2 separate regions of the Mus musculus genome follow, and region 1 is linked to region 2. The links are chromatin contacts, called in public Hi-C maps. All regions are on one chromosome and are shown on one strand. Each heading gives the region's core, a stretch centred on a gene start, on an enhancer-like site or on the middle of the called end of the contact. The rest is flanking DNA. Distances are from core to core; before and after follow the strand shown. Region 1 overlaps Astn1 (astrotactin 1). Region 2 overlaps Sec16b (SEC16 homolog B (S. cerevisiae)).

Region 1 (2,914 bases), core at 369-2,868, 990 kb before region 2:
ACCCTTTGAAACCTCTGAAGAGAAAGGACATGCAGACAATGTCTGAAAACAGGTGCTTTTCAGATCCTCAAATGTGTAGCCTAGTGTCACTATGGGAATAGAAGGAGGTCAAGGCATATATTCAAATGAATAGAAATGAGGGGAAAACACAATGTAGCGCTAGATATAGTAACAAAGAACCTTCCAAGTGAATTTCTCACTCCCTCAGAGAAACTTGGTTCTGGGTCTAAACCCACACTCTAACTAACCTAAATGTGCTTTTAAGTATCCAAGTGATGTTAATCCTACTTTTGGATCCTAAACTCAGAGATGGTATTTATTCCTTGACAGAACCTAAGAGCTATTTGTTGCTCCCCGTTCTTAAGAAATGTTCTTTGATGTAAGGATCTTACATATTTTATTTTAATCTTATTTATTTAACATTTAGATGCCTGGTATCTATACCAGGTCATCACTGCAAGAACAAGGGAAGGTAGGATAGCTTTCTGATGAAAGAAATCAAATTTCAGGAATAAGATATATAGGCCAGATGGAAATAAGAATTTATACAAACATACACATTCTACTGTCTGTTTGAATGAGGCTAAAATGGTCAAATCCATATGTAAGGAACACTGGCTGTGGCAGTCACTCTTTTGTTAATGCTGCAGGATTAGCATCAAGTCTAAATATGTGAGATGTCCGCAATTACCCAGTTGACACTGCACCAAGGAAGAGGTCTTAAGTATTTAATAGGCTGAAACTCAGGTCAAAGGAAAAAAAAAAAAAGAGTATTCACCCAGTTTTGACTTGTCCTGATCTTTTACAGAATTGAGTTTAAGAAAATGAAATACATTTGCTACTATTTTGACTCCCATGGGGTTATAAGTGTGGTGGAAGAAGAATGCTGTGTGTGACAAGGTGCTTCATTTCGGTGTTTGGGGTTTCTGTTACCTTCTGAATGACTGTGGGCTTAGACATTCAATTTATTCTTATTTAGCAACTTTTTATCCAGCTGTCAGAGGCATTAGATCTCATCACTGCCACTTTCTTTGGAAAACAGTAACCTTCGCCTGGCGATATTTTCCATCCCTTTCAGTGGTAGGAAAAGAGCCAATTAAGCCTCATCCTGCGGAGGTCCAATGGCCAAACACACAAAACAACGCAAACCTAGCAACTCCATTAAAGTTTTGCATCCATAGCCTGTGACACGGGAAAGAGGGAAGAGGATGCCAGTCACACCAGGTCTCCGAAAGTGGGGGTCACTTTCTCTTTTTAAATGAAGGGTACATGTTGTCCCCCGCCTCTGGTGAATTTCTTCTGCTTTCCTACAGAGCAAGTGAAGAAGAGGAAGAGGAGAAAAGAAAAGAAGGGGTTAGCTTGGACCATGATTTTTTGCTGGTAATGGACGAATAATGGCTCATTCCAGGAAGACAGAGAAAATGGGCTAAATTAGAAACCATTTCACAAAGCTGGGCCTCAGTATCAAGTTGAGCCAAACTCAATCCAGCACAGCAATTTCCCACCTCCCAACTGTTTCTGCCTGTGCTCAAAGCTCCAATTATATCAGCCTGAGTACTTCTTGTAAACTCCAAACTCTGGCTTCTCTTGCTTGCCTCCCCTGCCCCCACCTTGAGCTCTCTCTGGCTCTAAAAGGGGAGTGTTGACTGTCAGTAGATTTGGGCTTCCTTCCCTCCTTCAGCTTTCCTGAGCTGCCTCCCTTTTCTCCAGTTTCCTTTATTAAAAATGCTAATTCTACCATTTTCTGCCTGGATCCCAGACAAACACAGTCAAAAGGAGCGAGGATGGGAGGGAACAGGAGCGCAGAAATGTTCTGAACCAAGGAGCAGCTTTTTATCTGGCTGTCCCTCTCTGGATGCTCCCAGCCTTCCCTGAGGCTCACAGCAGTGCGAGCACAGCAGGGGTTGGGGGAGGAGGAGGAGGCTGAAAAAAATTTTTTTTCTCATTTTAAAATTAAAATCCCCTAAAAAGAAAAATTGCTGTCCTTGTAACTTTAGTAGGGACTTTTGGCTTTTGTTCTCTTTGTCAGAGTGGCAAATTTCATCTTCTGTTCTGGAGGCCGAGAGAAGGAAGAGCAGAGGCGTGCAATATACCAGGCTCCATAGAAAGAAGAGGAAGAGAAGATGAGGATGAATGCTCAGAGGGATAAAGTGAGCGGGGAGTGAGTGCGAGGATGTGGTGGCAGGGAAAGCACAGAAGGGAAATTGGAATGCTAAGAGAAGGCTGGGGTGGGCATAGCTGAAGAGGGAAGCAAATGAAGAATAAAGAAGCCAGTAGAAAACAATGAAGAGGGCTGGTGAGATGGCTCAGTGGGTAAGAGCACTGGGGTGGATGCAGCACTCTATAAACTGCATAGAGGAAAGAAGCCTTGGGGAAACCCCCAGAGATCAGTTATTCATACCCCACATCACCAGGTATGTTGTACAGGATTTTCTCCATCAGCCAGGCAATGCAGAGATGCCTGTGGTGCCCATACATCAATAGCACGTGCTCAGCCTTCCTCTTTCTTTTATTTCATCCAATTTCCTGGTTATATCTACTTCAAAGTCCTTAACACCCTGCCTCATGACATTGTTATCTTACAGATACTCCTAGAGCAGGGACACATCTTATATCAGTGTGTTTACCAAGTTATACCCCTTACGTTTGTTCTTCTCTCTCTGCAAACTAATGCCTGACCCCGTATAATTAGTTTTGGTATTCTCTCCCAGAGACCCTCATTTTTCTGTACTTCAGGTAGTAAAACACCTTTTACATTTGACCGTGAAACCCCTAGAGGCCATTAAAAGTGGTTGTCCGAAGCTGGGAAGAAAGAGTTCATTGAAGAGGAAATAATGCACAAGCTGCCATCAGGAGACCTGATCCCAGATAATTCAACATTAATCAGCTGTGTGACCAGCTGGATTAGTGGGAA
Region 2 (3,267 bases), core at 78-2,577:
TTGAGGATATCCATTTAGACAAGGTCTCAGGCCTGAAGAAGGTACTTAAGGCAGAAAAGAAAGGTACCTTCCCATAAAAGGGAAAGAAAATACAGAGTAGTGTCGAGTGAATGGGAGATGGGGACCTTGGAGTCAGTGCTGTGGCTGAGATAGTCCTATTCCCAGCCCAGAAACAAACTACCTCGGTTTTATGCCAGTTTGCTGCAAGGCTTCAGTGAAGTTCACACTCCACACCAGCAAGAGACGCGAGAAAAGGCCACTGGGTAGCAGGTCTCAAAACACATAGGGGATCGGACTGGAGGATGACGCGATGCCTACGGACATAGGGTAGCAACGAGATGCCAAACAGAGGGGCTGAGGGGAGAGAAAAGAGCCTGGCAGTGCGGTTGCCACCTATACAACTGAAACCCTGAGAAGAAAGAGAGAATGGACTAAGGCCAGAGCAGGAGGGAAGCTCCTGAGAAAGGGGGAGTGGTCAGAAGGTGAGCTGTCAGAGGGACCAGAGGGCTGTAGGAGCTGAGGAGGAGCTGAGCGGAAGTGCTAGGAGAGAAGAGCCCAGGGCAGCAGGAGGACAGGAAGGGAGGGAGGGGCAGAACTGCAGCAAGATTTCCGCATGTATGCCTCCAGCAAAGACTTCTGAACCGTTTGCTTTCATGCTGTAAAATTCTGACCTTCCGGGAACATAAAAAGAAACCCTAAGCCTTCCCGCACTCCCGTTAAAGAGGACAAATGCAGGAGATGACTTGGCCGGTGGTACCAGGTGCCAAACAGCAAGGCTAAGAACCTGGCTGCCCACAACCTAGACACAGCATCGCTGATGGCCGCCCCGCCCCGCCCCGCCCCCCTCGGGGTTCAGTTACCTGGAAAGAAGGGATGAAGGATTTGGGGCGGCCCAGCATCTGGCAGTACTCGAAGATTTCCGTCCGCTGGATAGCCTCAATTGTTGCAAATTTCATAAACTCTTGACTAAAAGCAGGGAATAACAAGAACAGAGGTGAGGCGGAGATGCTGCTCTCAGGCAGGTCTATAAGAGGAAAGAGCCTGTGGGCTCAAGATAGACTGCACTTCCTCCTTGACCTCCATCTCTTTAGGTTTGGGCAATAAGTGAGAGTGCCAGCACTTCTAGAAGAGCCTGCTTGTGAGGAGGAGGCTCTGCACCTCCCTTAACATCCCCCTTCAACACCTCCCACTTCAACCTCCTAAAAACTAGTCCTCAGCCCTCAGCCCTCAGCCCTCAGCCCTCAGTCCTCAGCCCTCAGCCCTCAGCCCTCAGCCCTCAGCCCTCAGCCTGGCATGCCCCAGGAAAGACAGAGCAGCCTGAGCTTGCCAAGTGCAAAAGAGGAAGCCGTGGAGTCCAGGAGCACCACAGATGGCCTGGCACAGACTGGGGAGGACAATGGAGCCAGAAAGAAATGACAGATCTTGCACAGGAAGTTCATCCGGCCAGTGAGGAAAGAAAACAGGTGAATGTGATACACACACACATACACACACACACACACACACACACACTTGCCGTCTCCCCTCTACAGCTTGCCAGGTGCCCTATATTCCAGTCATCAGAATAATTCCAGAAGCTAACATATCTCAAGAAACTCCCCCAGGAGTCATGAACATGGGCTATAGGAAGCGAGGTACCTTTATGGGCTTGCTTAGCCCAGACAGACTGCCTTGAGAAGATGACTCTTCTATCTGAGCCCAGGCTCAAGAGAAGAATCTGTGAGGAGCACCGATTGCTATGGTGGTAGAGGATTAGGAATATCAGCTACAACTTTTGCTCCTGCAACCTTACTGTCTAGACTCCAAGTCCATCCTGATGGTGCACCCGAGAGGCTACCTTAGACAAGGCTTTCAATCCCTCAATACCTTGCTTCCCCGGTGCAGTTACCTTTTTATAAAGTAAATCTGTAACAAAGCAAACATTGCAAAGACACTGATAGCTCTGCATCTCAGAAATGTCTTCTTTCTCTCTCTTGAGACAGGTTCGTAGCCCTGGCTGGCTGGCTAGCCTAGAACTCATTGCACCACCCTGGCTAGCATTGGCCTTGCTACAATCCCCCTGTCTATACCTCTTGACTGCTAGAATTCTAGGAGCGCAATACCATGACTGCTCAGAAATCACAACTATTAAGGAGAAAGAGGTAGAAAGATCCAGAACAGTGAGGACCACCCAGGGTAAGATTATCTGCTTCAACTCACTCTTTCTCCAGGGCTTTGGGGTCCTTGGGGGGGGGGGGGAAACACCCTGATATGTGGCTACCAGAAAACAAGTGACTGATGCAGAAGGTTCCAAAGAGCTTGTGCTCCAAATTAATATATTGAAGTAGTATGGAGGCCCCAAAAAGTAGGCTCCTAGAATAAGCCCAGGGCTGCCCAAAATATACTATTGTAAACTTCATTTTTCTATGTTATCTCTGGTTGTGGAGCTAGGCTGCCACCCAGTGGCCAGAAGAGTTCAACACACACCAAGAGCACTAACAGCACCAAAGGCCCTCTGGTGGTGTGATGTGGCACCCTCTGGTCACCTTGCCTAGACTAATGCAGAAGATAGAGAGGAAGAGCGGGCAGTAGCGGAAATTTACACAAGAAAATGAGTAGTGAAGCCATGAAACCCAGTAAGGGCTAAAATAACCCGTGCAAATCATCTTTACAAAAGTCACATACGTACCTGTGGCTACTGCCCACCAAGGCCAGATGATCTGTCTTCACCGTATAGTGACCAAAGGGCACATGAGCCATGAGATAGCAGAAGTGAGATGCCTCCACAAGCCCTTTTCCAGCTGCAGGAGGAGAACAAGAGCCCAGGCGTGAGGCACACCCTGTGGGACCCAGTGTCTGAGTAGAACAGAGAGTTAAATAGTGGACCCCAGGGTCAGAGCGGAAACCTGATATGAATAAACCAGGGGAGTTCTTGTGACATCTCCCTTTCCTTCCCTCCTGCATCAGTGTTTCTGACCTCAGATCCTGCATTTCAGTTCTCATCAGCCACAACCAGGATGCTGTGTGCTGTTTCACGTCCCCCTGATGAGTTTTTCATTGGGAATTTTCTAAAAGTCATGGTCATTCCTGGGGCTGAGAATCGAGACAAGATGCCTATACCTAAGTAAAGTAGGACATCAGAAACGGATTTTAAACATCCTTGTGGGGTGTGGCTGCTTCCTTGTGGGGTGTGGCTGCTTGTGGGGTGTGGCTGCTTCCTTGTGGGGTGTGGCTGCTTCCTTGTGGGGTGTGGCTGCTTCCTTGTGGGGTGTGGCTGCTTCCTTGTGG

Evidence for each region. Hi-C and Micro-C count contacts between places; a contact is called where the count stands out from the background.
Region 1: a Hi-C map of cerebral cortex shows a contact between it and region 2, with 5 times the contacts expected there. The contact joins two enhancer-like sites. A contact is called at or near these places in 1 of 484 Hi-C or Micro-C datasets (cerebral cortex) and 2 of 115 datasets of contacts at active chromatin or transcription factors (astrocytes and embryonic basal ganglia).

The regions. Positions count from the first base shown.
Region 1 is chr1:158,546,700-158,549,613 of GRCm38.p6, reverse strand. All of the region lies in intron 8 of Astn1 (astrotactin 1), which reads right to left. All of the region lies in intron 1 of Gm37679 (a long non-coding RNA gene), which reads left to right. Among named protein-coding and RNA genes, the nearest start is that of Gm37679, 6.3 kb to the left of the region's middle. Within about 2 kb of position 1,618, at least 46 of the 459 cell types and tissues checked have an H3K27ac peak or open chromatin away from gene starts, as enhancers often do. A contact at or near this core is called in cerebral cortex, where this site is marked.
Region 2 is chr1:157,552,446-157,555,712 of GRCm38.p6, reverse strand. It overlaps Sec16b (SEC16 homolog B (S. cerevisiae)), which reads right to left. Exons shown (of 26, transcript NM_001159986.1): 14 at 2,669-2,780; 15 at 861-966. Among named protein-coding and RNA genes, the nearest start is that of Sec16b, 28 kb to the right of the region's middle. Within about 2 kb of position 1,327, at least 50 of the 459 cell types and tissues checked have an H3K27ac peak or open chromatin away from gene starts, as enhancers often do. A contact at or near this core is called in cerebral cortex, where this site is marked.